Linked DNA regions of Triticum aestivum: region 1 is linked to region 2. A link is a contact called in public Hi-C data. All regions are on one chromosome and are shown on one strand. Each heading gives the region's core, a stretch centred on a gene start, on an enhancer-like site or on the middle of the called end of the contact. The rest is flanking DNA. Distances are from core to core; before and after follow the strand shown.

What was found. Hi-C and Micro-C count contacts between places; a contact is called where the count stands out from the background.
Region 1: a Hi-C map of leaf shows a contact between it and region 2, with 2.5 times the contacts expected there. The contact joins the enhancer-like site here to the promoter of LOC123054911 in region 2. A contact is called at or near these places in 1 of 5 Hi-C or Micro-C datasets (leaf) and 1 of 1 datasets of contacts at active chromatin or transcription factors (leaf).

Annotation. Positions count from the first base shown.
Region 1 is chr2D:606,476,422-606,482,302 of IWGSC CS RefSeq v2.1, forward strand. No RefSeq gene overlaps it. Among protein-coding and RNA genes, the nearest start is that of LOC123054913, 7.3 kb to the left of the region's middle. Within about 2 kb of position 3,745, at least 6 of the 8 cell types and tissues checked have an H3K27ac peak or open chromatin away from gene starts, as enhancers often do. A contact at or near this core is called in leaf, where this site is marked.
Region 2 is chr2D:606,311,280-606,317,362 of IWGSC CS RefSeq v2.1, forward strand. LOC123054911 (probable isoaspartyl peptidase/L-asparaginase 2) reads right to left here and starts at 1,564. Exons shown (of 2, transcript XM_044478785.1): 1 at 1,052-1,564. The coding sequence starts at 1,447.

The DNA of each region.
Region 1 (5,881 bases), core at 2,495-4,994, 170 kb after region 2:
CTTAGGAATACTTGCTCCCATTGGATAACACTACATTCATCACAACCACCACATATGCATACTCTCTATTTGCTCTTGTAATCATTTATTACAGGGAAAATTTTGTTTTTGCCACTCTATCTTTTGCCCACTTTGCTTATGCCGCTCTAGAATTTGACATCTCACTTTTGCCACTTTTATCTTTTGATAATATATCACTTTTGCCATTCCGTGGCAAAAGCAAAATTTTCAGAATGGCAATTGTGATACATGGGAAAAGCTAAGAGTGGAAAAAGTGGAATGAAAAATTATCATTTTTGCCACAGAATGGCATTTGTGATGTATTGTCAAAACCTAAGAGTGACAAAAGTGAGATGTAAAATTCTAGAGTGGCATAAGAAAAGTGGGCAAAAACTAAAGTGGCAAAAACAAAGTTTTCCCATTACAGGCACCTAACATTCGTCTTTGTATTGCCAAGTAATTTATTTATCTCCTTGAAATGCTTATATATTAGTTTTAGAGAGTCGAGGTAAAGTAAACACCAAACTGCAAGGATAGTCATGTAAGTGGCATACACACTTGAGAGAGTAGAAAACCTACCTTTAGCTCCAACAGGTATTGACACTCATAAAATTTCTACATCCACATTGGAGAGTGCTACAACAACTCTCTGCATTTTCCACATCCGAAGAAGTTTAGGACCGCTTGTTCCCTAGAGGCATACTTGTTTGCCAAGTCGAAAAACTCTCGGGCCCTACCGGGAGACTTGTATCTGATCCTGCGGGTCATCCAAGGAAGCCAAGGAAGTGGAGACCGGTGGAGAATGCATAGATGACCTTTGGTTCATGCACCTCAACGAGCGAGTTCTTTACTCGAGGAACCGCTTGATGTAGTCCAGATAGTATGCTAAGTCATGTTTGGATTACAAAATACCAAAAGTTCACAAGAGCTGCTCCTAAAAAATAGCTCACAAGAACCTCTCCGCAAACAAGTCGGGAAATGCCTTCTTGTTGTAATATTTTTTTAGAGATTGTTGATGTAAGTTTTGGTTTAAATAAGAATCTTTGTTGTTAATCTTTATTTCATTGTGCTCAATTTGATTTACTTTGATTGGTTGCCAAACATATCTGTCCTCATCCCCGATAAAAGAGCGCGAAGCATTTCCCCCCTTTTGCTTCGGTGGCTAGGGCAAACTTGTCCCGCTCCCCTCTGTCTGCTGGTCTGTTTAGTAGTTTAGCTTACATTTTTTTAGTCCTCGCAAGTGTGGTGCTCGGGCGGTTGGCAACGCTTTTATTTTTTAACTTTGTCTTCCGGGCTCCGCTTCTCCTCGAATTCGTCCATCCGAGTGTAGTCGACAGAACCCCAACATAGATTCTTGTCATCTCTTTGCGGCGGCGAGACTAGGATTTCTTGTCGTCGTATTGGCGCGATGGCTAGACTTTATGTTTGGTGCTTCAGATCTATTCAAGGTTCAATGATGACAATTGTGGCTTCAGAGTGTTGCTCCTTAAGGCCATGTGCACGAAAACTTTTCTAGCTATTATCGACAAGGTCAGCCTTGCTCCCGTAGGGAAACAACGCTAGCGGCGCGTCGACGTCTTGTTCTGGCATCGGTAGTGATCGTTCAATGGTGTATGGACCTTGATGTGATTTTTAATATGTTTGAGGTGCTTTATATTTAATGTACTTTTATAATAGATCCAGATTTTTTTGGGAAAAATAACCCATCCTCATATTTTTCGCTACACTAGTCATCATCATCATTGACAAAAATATAATACGAAGCGTGTTAGTGTGTAACACAGGGTTGATGGATTGCAAATTGAGTTCCCGTATCCTCATCCTCGGCCGCGTCATCTCTCTCCCGTGACGCCTCCTCCCCCACGTCCAGAAACCCGATCGCATCAACGAGTCACCGTTCCAGATAGGCGGCAGGGAAGCAAGCAGTCTGAGGTTTAACATGCGCGCATTGCCATTGTTGAGCTGTACCCCAAATCTGGTTGACGCTCATCTGTGATGTCATAAGGCAGCTGGTCAGAACGCGGAGGTCCATCTGAACCCAAAGCTTAGCTTCTTGCTTGGTTGACCTAACGGAATAGACTAACACTAACATGCATGCGCGATCAGACCTGGCTGTGGCTAGTTAAGCTCCTCCTGGCCAGGGTTGACATTGTCGCAGCAGACAAAATCTTCATCTGATGGATGGCAGCTAGTCTCGCCATGCATGCATGACCGGTCTGGAGCCAATCATATGCCGTAGCCAAGTGCAAATTGAGATGTACTCTCAAGAAGTAATGTTCTTTCCAGATTAAGCTTATCTCCCGCACCGCCATTGGTCAATGGGTGAGTTAGCATGCTTAGCGGCAGCTAGCCAGACGCCAGAGAAGTTATTAATACGGGACTCGTCAACTCATTCCCTCCATTTTTCGCGTGCTGATAATACCATGGACTATGGTCGGGTTCATAGAGAATTGACCGACATATATTTGCCACTTCCTGACGTATTTGATACCCTCATTACATTAGCGGCGCCCGCGTTTATTTCATGGTCAGTTGATCACAAACTCTGCCAGATACTCATTAGGTGATTCAAAACACAGGGAACAGGGCATGCGTATACTTGACGAGACATCTATAATTTTTTTCCTTGGGAGCTGCGCGCGGCAAAATGGATAAAATTGACCTATGAGCGAAACAATTTCGCATGTGAACTGTGAGTGAAAAAATTCACCCAGCTGACCCTTTTGTGTGACGCCCGACAAGTATTGCGCAGCGCCTTACTGACAGTCTGACAGGCGCGACACACCTGACCAGCGTGGATGTCGGTTCTTAGGGCTAATACGCGTCGGACCATCTCATGAGTCCGATGTGGCGGGCATGCCGGGGCGTCCCCAATTTCGCAACTGGACAGTGACCGGACGGTCTGCCTGGGCGTATGAGGCGGGTTTGAGGCACCCGGCTATAGATGCTCTTAGGATCGCCCTAGAGTTAAGTCATCGCCGTTGAACCCTTGAATATACCTGAAACATCTGACGCCAAAAATTTGCCCATCATGTATGCACGGCAAAAAATCCTAACAGCGCCGCCCTAAGGGGATGATGTGAATCTACACGAGATCTCTGTCAACTATATCGAAACGGATAAACTCAAGAAGAATTAGAGCCCGGAGGGCAAACTTAAAAAAGAAATGCCGTCATTCGTCCGAGCTCAGCCCCTACGAGCAGTAAACCAAGCCTAACCTAAATTCCATGGCGCCGTGGCATCAACGTCGCAGACAGACAGTACAAAAATTTAAAGTTTCGTGTCGTTTCCGCATACAGGGGTTCTTTTGTACAGTGACACGCCAAGGTTCCGTATGACCCACTGTGCACCGTGAAAGGAAAGGCATCGTACTCCTAATCAGACGGGATGTTGGCCTTGTTGGAGCTTCTTAGGTTGTACAATGGCCATTTCGCTGTCAACCGCGCGTCCTCCCGTGAAAACCATACGATATCTCACGTCTCCTCTCCGGTCTCCAGGTCGGCCGGGACCGTTTGCTTATCCTGCCGGAATCGCCGTGTGTGGCATGCGTCGTACGGCGTGAACGGCGAGGCCCAAGGGGGATCTCCATCGCCTCCCGCAGGATCTGTCCAACAAAGGCGTCGTTTTCATAGGCCCTCGGAGATCCGAATCTTGCTTGGAGCATTTCATCATGGCGGCCCCGGCGGAATCGTCGTGTCGTACGTTGCGATGGTTGGTGGTACTCCCACGTGAGGCGCAGCGGGCGGCTTCCAGGCACAAGCTGGCCTGCATTTCTTCGGCCTCGCACCGGTGTTTGTGGAGGCTGACCCGTGGGCCTGGACAAGTGGCAGTGGCGCCGCCGGACGGACGGACCGCCACGCGCAGAGGCACGCCCCCTAGCGGCGTCCAACGGAGAGGCCAGTTTGAAGGAGGCGGTCACAGTCAGGCGGCTGTTGATGAGCTCCAGGAGCCGGTGATCAAAATTAACAGGCGTGTCCTTCTTTTACCCCTGCTACTACCGTAAAAAATGGCATCGACACACCTAAAGTATGTAGCCAGGAGCACTTGGTTGCAGTTGCACCACCACAAGAACCGAAATATGAATACAAAGATGCAGCAAGCTCCGAACAAGAAATAAAACAAAATCAGAGCCTTTCGCAAGTGGCGATTCTCTATATTTGTCAATACAGCAATTAAGTTCAGTGGCCGTGCACCACCATTTGTGATTCCAGATCCTAATTCCCCGGAGGAAAGAGACAAGACAAACCGCCGCCCCCGGGACCGGCGCCATGGAGCTAGCCAGAATATTCAAGCTGGTCGTGAAATTAAGATGATGAAGAAAACAATGCACCAGACCAGGGTGAGTTGGTTCCATTCAAGCATGCACGTGCATATGCTCAAGTAGTACAAGATCAGTAAGTTTTGAAATGGCAATGGAGTGGAGTGGTGATGCAACTGCGATCTAACCCTGCCATCCAAACATCTTTTTGGTTAAAATTAGTTTAGAGTTAGTTTAAGATTAGAATCTAAGTTTAACATCTAACCGAGGTAGAGTATCAAAACAGGCCCATTGAATAACACTCGCTCCTTCTTTTTGTCGTCGGCAGTACCGTTAGTTGTATTTTAAAATACGGGGGGCGGCAGAAGACGGCACTACTGATGGTTCAATTTAACAAATATGGGAGACGGCACTACTAACAGTTTTATTATTCAAAGAGGAATATATGTAAGAGAAGACGGCACTCCTGCAAGAGTACAAGACTAGTTTTTTGAAGAGCTCCGTGCCGCCACTAGCTAGATCTACGGAGAAAACATAAACAATTCGGCTGCTGTACCTGTACGTATCACCTTTTTTTAGCGGAACTTCCAAACGAAACGGTCACGACCACGGCACGACCGCACGAGCTCGGGCGACCAGTTGAGCCACTTGGCCCGCAGGCCCGTGCCGTGCGTCCTCTTCGTCGGCAACTCGTCCCTTCAACCGAATGCTGCTGCACAAGGCTCACCACTTGCTTGGCCCTGCAGACGGAGCACGCACTCTGCTATGCTAACTCGAAAAGATGCACTACAGTTGTGGACAGTAATAATCAAGCAATAGTTGGAGCTGTTGGGGTTCCAGTTCGGTCGATGGTGTCACCGTCCGTCGGCCGTGCCAGAACTGAAGTGGAGCGCCGAAAGACAGGACGATCCTACGCCGAGCTAGGCAGCCCTGCACCTCTGGATGCCCTGAACGAACTGGAGCGCATGCAGACAAGGAGCTAGTGCTGCACACTTTTCTTCTTTAATCGATCGCACATGCATGCATGCACGGCACATGACGCGCAGGGGCAGGGGCAAACCAACGGCTGTCCGTTGCCCGGCGTGGTCGGCCGCCGGCTCCATCGATCTACCGGGTCCGGCCAGAATTCAAGCGAGATTCCCTCCCTGTAGGTGCGGAGGGCGGGACCGGCGGCAGAGGAGTTGGTGGTGGTGGTGGTGGACCTGCAGGCGCGCGCGGTTGCCGAGGAAGGTCGCGTGGTTGCGGCTGGTGGCGCCCAGCACGGAGATCCTCCGAGATCCCCTCCCTCGTCGGCACACCAGTTTTTCGGTGGTGATGCAGCTGGCAATGGCGGATCCTGTCAGTTGCTGCGTCCTGTGCCGCTGGATCTAGTGGATCCACTGTGTGCGGCTTTGGCTTTGGCAAAGCGGTAAAAGAATCTCATATCCTGCTCGATCTAGCTGTGGTCAGGCGTCCGTAATTAGATTCTGCTTGCAGCGTGAAAATATCTGATCATGGTAGATCTAGCCCTCGGTGAAGAGAAAACACCCAGCGTTGAACGTTCTCTTAGAGCTCACTCTCTCGAAAAGGAAAAATATAGCTCTCTCCTGCTCAATTGGTTTGCAACCATGAACTGAACGAACA
Region 2 (6,083 bases), core at 314-2,813:
GGCATGAGATCCGGCCAGGATTCCATGCCATGGCTGCCAACCACACGGCACGAGTGGTGCAGAGGGAGGAGGCGATGCCGTGCACAAGTTTTGGCGGCAGAAACAGAGGGGCACAGCTGCTAGCCATCCTAGGTTCGATGCCGTGCACGAGACTCCAATTTGCGTATAGCCTTGCACTGTTTACTTTGATTAGCAAATTATTCAGTTTGTTTAAATTAATGAAAAATGGTACCGGCCAGAAAAAAATTCGTGCACATGCATCGAACCATTTTCTTTGCTGCATGCGACAAGATGGATTCCTTTGTGCGGCGGCTGCTAGCTAGCTGCACGATCTTGACTAGAAAACTTATAAGCTTTGTAGAATTTTAATACTACGTAGGAGAGGACAAATTTAAGTTGGAAATATCGTAAGTAGGCTGCGCTGACCACAAATCGTGGCGAGCTGGCAATAGGTGTGGCTTGGTAGGTGCAAGGCCGCTGTTGTCACCACGAGACCCTTGTTTTTTCTCCACTTTTCACCTGTCATCTTCAGCTGGATGTGAAATCAACTCATGCTACTTGGTACACACATTTCTCCAAAGGCCAGGGGACGAAAGGGAGACACGCACGTGCATTTTCTTAACTTGCTGTGCTGAGCAAGCTGTGTCCTACTGGATTTTCCGAGAGAGCACGAAACGATAGCTAGATAAGCATGTAGAGTAGCTATATGCATGCATGGCAGATTTCCCGTGCAAGCCAGCTGCATGCAGCTGTGCACTCATGGTGTACCGCACCACAGTGCCCCACACGTCATCTACACATGTCAAGTACACCTCAATTTCCAAGGACCCTTTTCCAAGAGAAATTGCGGCTGCATGCCATACTACTCCGTCCGTTCCGTCACGTGAACTTTCCGATTTTAAAATGTTAATTACCGTCCTGATATGTGTTGATTAGATCGCCATGCAGGCAGCTTATGGTTTCCTTATTGAGTGGGGTGCATTTTTTGGGTAGGAAACAGAAATAACGGAGGGTAATCAGGATTGGGTTAATCTTAGAACTAATTAATTACCTGCTCGCGGGCGAAATCCTCGGCGCCGTCGAAGGCGAGGTACGAGTGGGGGGACTTGTCCATGACGCGCCGCGCGAGGGACACGGGGTTTTTAACGGTGGACACGCCGGAGACGGCGCCGCAGCGGCGGCCGCGGCCGTCCATGATGCTGGCCTCCATCTCGACGGTGCCGGCGCGGGTGAGGGCGGAGCCGCGGCCCGAGTTGAAGCAGGGGTCCGTCTCCAGCTCGCGCACCACGGCCTCGACCACGTCCAGCGCCGTAGCGCCGGCGCGCAGCAGGTCCACGCCGACCTGCAGGCACCGCGCCAGCACCCGCTTGGCCTCCTCCTGGCGGTGCTCCGGCAGGTTCGGGTCCACGCCCGCGCCGCCGTGGATGGCAATGGCCCAGCGCGCCATGCGTGCTTATTGTATGTGTGCTGGGGGTGGTGTGATGTGCTAGGGGGGGCTGAAGGAACTTGGATCCCTCTATGTCTCTACGGCTCTGCTCTTTCTTGTTGCTCTGGTTGTTGGTGTGTGTTGGAGATGAAGGATGGGAGCTGCGAGGGCGGGGTATTTATAGGGGAAGCGAGGGGTGGTTTGTGCTGTGTGCTGCGAGTTTTGGAATCTTGGGTCCGGGAGGGAAGGAGCTGCCGTGCCCGTGCTAGGGGCAGATTCATTCTTGGCTCCGAAACGGAACGGTATCCGGTACTGCATGGGGGGCGGGATTTGATGACTCGTGTGTTTTCGTTTGACGACCGTCAATTCCGTTACATGTGTGTGCCACGTAAACGAGGTGTCCCTGTACAGCTACCCGGCACAGAATTCCCGAGGCTGCGAAATCTTTGTCCGGCTGGATTCCGCACGGCACTGGCAGGGCATTTCGTTGGTTTGTAAAGGTCAATTACCTAGCATCAAAGTTTGCAACGGTATGGTATGATGTCTGTCCTAGGACAAAACGAGCAAGACTACTTCAAGGTAAAAGTGAATACAAGTCAAGAGAAATTTTCGGACGGTCGATTTGCCTACCTATGTCATTCCGGTGAATTTACTCAACCTGGAGTAGTGAGTAGTGACACTGACAAGAATGTTAAAAATCTTGACGACATTCTTCTAGTGCCAAGTTATTCCATGCCACAAAATGACCAACTTAAAGTGCTCCAATAAGTCCCACAAAATATGCATTCAGGCACTACTAGTCCTAGAACAAACCTCGATCAGGTCAATGCTCAAGATCGACCAGCCAGCTGTTGGTGCAGCCGCCGGCGGCTGCAACCAACCACCGAGCTACAGTAGAGTGTTACGTACGTTGCTGCTGGCTCCTGGTGTAGAAGATCCCGGTGGGGTGATTCCCTGTGGAATCCACACAAGCCAGACCGCACAAGCTGCCACGGAGATGCGCACTCAGGTCACGCGACGATGGCGATGGAATCTTTGGTCCGGAGCTGAAGTAATTAAGGAATTAAATTATGCGCTAATCTCGTGGGGCTGCGTGAAGATTCTACTTACTACCTTTTTAACATTCAGGGTTAACTTTCCGGTTCACGATCCCGTAGACTTACTTTGATCGCCCGATTCATTTCCCGGGTGAAATTGCTGTGGAGATCACGCCAAATCAGCTATGCAGGAATTGCCGAATTTATGCAAGATCGCAAGCCCTCAAATTAAGGGCGGGTATGCGTACATCTGCAGTGCCAAATCAGTCGTGAGGATATTTCACGTGTATTGCACTGTATAGGTGGAGTCAGTTTTTGTTGCCATTTCTGAATTACCAACTCCACCGCACTACCCGCACCTTTGTTATTTTGCCGTGACGAGGACCGGAAGGCTAGGCATTAAATGCCCGGTACAATTTCGTGTGTGGAAATATCGTTGTTTGTGCCACTCTAGGCCACAGAGCATAGTTTACCGACGGCTTCGCCTCGAGTACCGATCAATCGAGTACCATCACCGTCGTCAGTCGTCACTCGACACCTGTCCGCCAGAGCGGAGATAATTTGAGACCAGAAGAATCTGTGACGCACTTGCATCACTTTCGACCCAACCGAAGAAGGTGACGCGCACGGACACGGTCACAAACCACAAACAGCGCAAGCATGCTTTCCCAGCTCCCCGGAGCAATGAGATGAGATGATGCATGCACCTGCCGACTGCCATACAAAGTTAATCCGGCCTCGGCTAGAACAAAAGTTACCTCAACCAATGAGGGCTTCCCATGGCAGTACTACTCGCTAGAAAAACCGACAAGTTGTAGGCCACGATGGAATCCAAGTTACTCCAGTGCTTGCTGATCCTCCATGTTAATTACCAGTACTATTTACAGATAGAATACTGTTGTAGTCAAGGCGAGTCAGGGAGGCGAAATTGGATGCGCGCACCTTCAGAGAAACAAAGGCGAAAGGAGCCCCACGATGATGTCCATTTCTTTCCGCGAGAGATGTCATGCATGATACACTTATAACTTATTAGCGACTAAATCTCTCAGAATCAATCGGTACTTACTGCAAGTCAAGTATGCTTTGAATATTCCCTTTTATCTGCAGGACATGCAGTTTCTCTGCAATACGCAAAGAGTATCCTTGACGATTAAGTCTTCAAGATCCATTCGAAACAGGGGATCGACTGCGTCCTAAAAATAGCCACATATTCACATCAATGTTAGGCGCATGCAGGAGGGGTTCACTTTCCTAACCGTTGCTTTCGAAGGCTTTCCATTTGTCTAAAGAAGTTGCTAAGATTTTACATTATTTTGTCTCACCCAAAACTTGATTGCTATCATTTTACATTTTTTGTGTGAAAAATCCTTATCATTTACATCACCATGTAAGAAGAAATAACTAATAATTACTGCAGGCCCCTTTCATCCGTCCAGATGAAGTTTCTAGAAACATAACACTAAACCATCTTCAGCGGAGGTACCTTAATTGTTATTTCCCATCAAAATGTCGCATGCTCATGCGGTCGACACATAATGCAGCTGGAACGAGGTATGCTCCGTCATCATCAACATCTATATCTATACCAATGTAAAAATGCCCAAGGGGTAGATCCAACTACTCTCGATCATTAAACCAGGTCACTCTTGGTGTGCGCTCAACATATTTAACGTGCAACTATACCAAATATTAGACTAGCGGTAATCATGTAATTAATTCATAAAGAATATCCTACATAATGCGTGCAATTAGTATCATGCCAAAAATCTAAGTCAACATTAATCACATAATTAACACGTAAATAGTATCATACCTAATATATGCGACAATAAATATACTACCTAATATCAACGTGCATTGCACGTACATATTTATTAGTTACTTTAAAAGGAAGGAGTAGGGATTAGGTGATCGTGTCATGAGAGAGCTTTCTATCTATCATGTAGCACTTCCTCCACTTAGTTCATGAGTCCTTCATACTAGTTAGTCATGTGTAGATTCTATTTATATGTACTCGGGGACAGAAAAGCATGTCTATTTGGATGCCATCCAGTAAGGTTCTCCATGATGGATAGCAATGTTTTTTTTTTGCTGAAATGATCCAACTTTTGTTTATTATTGAACACAATATATGTAATAAGCTGAAATAGGAATCAATGGAGAATATTTGTGATAAAACTAAAGCTTGCATCAACGTTCTTCAAAGACGCCATCTATAGCTTTGCATCTCGACTTTCCATCATGTCTCAGGTAAAAACATTGCATAAGACCACAAACTGGACTAACCTCAAGTATTCCGATGAGCCAAATGCTAGTGATAAGATTCTACTATACATCTAACAGAAATTACTTAAAACTTGGGTTAGAAAAAGATAGAAGGCTACCGTAAGTCTGCCCACCAGGACAAGTACAGGCCCACCAAGCCATGCAATGGCCCAGGTCCGCTACCCTACCTACGGCCCTCCAAGATAAAGGAAGTGCTGAAAGACCTCGGAGGGCTCTTCAAACCACCGTAGCAAACTAGAATGTCTATAGACGTAGGCAATAGGCATGGTCCTCCTTTATAAGGTGAGACCGGGATAGTCGTAGGTACCTTACATCGCATAGGTTCACCCCCTCGATACATCTACGGGCATCCATGTTGATGTGCACCCCACCATCGATAAGCAAAGAGTAGGAAGTAGGGTTTTTGCCTCAACCATGATGACCTGAACCTGGGTAAACCTTGCCTCCATAATTCCAATCATAATAATCCGACTTGCTACGATACCCTAATGCACACATCAGGATTATTCTTTTGCAAATTGTCAGCTGAAAACTAAAAACAAAGATAGAAAAGAGACTATTCACCAATCATAACGTAAGTGTTTCGGTGAGTTTGCAAGTTTGAACGTAGAACTCATACTGCTTTGAAAAGATTCATCGTGTGGTAATGGTGTAAGAAAAGAATAATCTTATGGTAGCCTTCATTTACATGCCACCGTGCTACTGTCGCATAATTCGGCTTAAAAATCACCCATGATTATACAATATTTTGAATCAATAATACATATAAACTATAAACCATGCCACACATTTTGATATATAAATCCAAGCCACATAGGAAAAAAAAGAAAAGATATACAATTGTGCAGTGTACTTGATTCAAAATTCGGTGGGGATGGTAAAGTGACTACTATTCATAGAAACAATATTTTGGTTTTAAAGGTGAAGATCAACTTTGATTTTTTAAATTCATGGCAAGTAGATACATATCATATATCTATGATGATTTCTTTTGTTTCCATATTCCGCATTATATTCTTGGTTGTTAAAAACTGCCTGTGTTGGCACCACCTATGTCAGCATGTCCTTTTTTATTGATTGCAATTTTTTGTTGGTAGCTTACTAAACGGGCCACTTGGTTGTTCACCATGACATGGTACATGGCTGGTTTTATCAGACTAGTCGTATGCATGTGCGTTGCTACAGGGAAAAAATGCAGATACATTAATGCGGAAGGCGAATAATGACCTAAACTTAGGAGGTTTAGAGGCAAGCGACAAGTTGAGATCTGGGACGGGGAGAGGGGGTTGCGAGGAGGGAGAGGTGGCAGTGCTGGTCACCAGTGGTACTGCTGC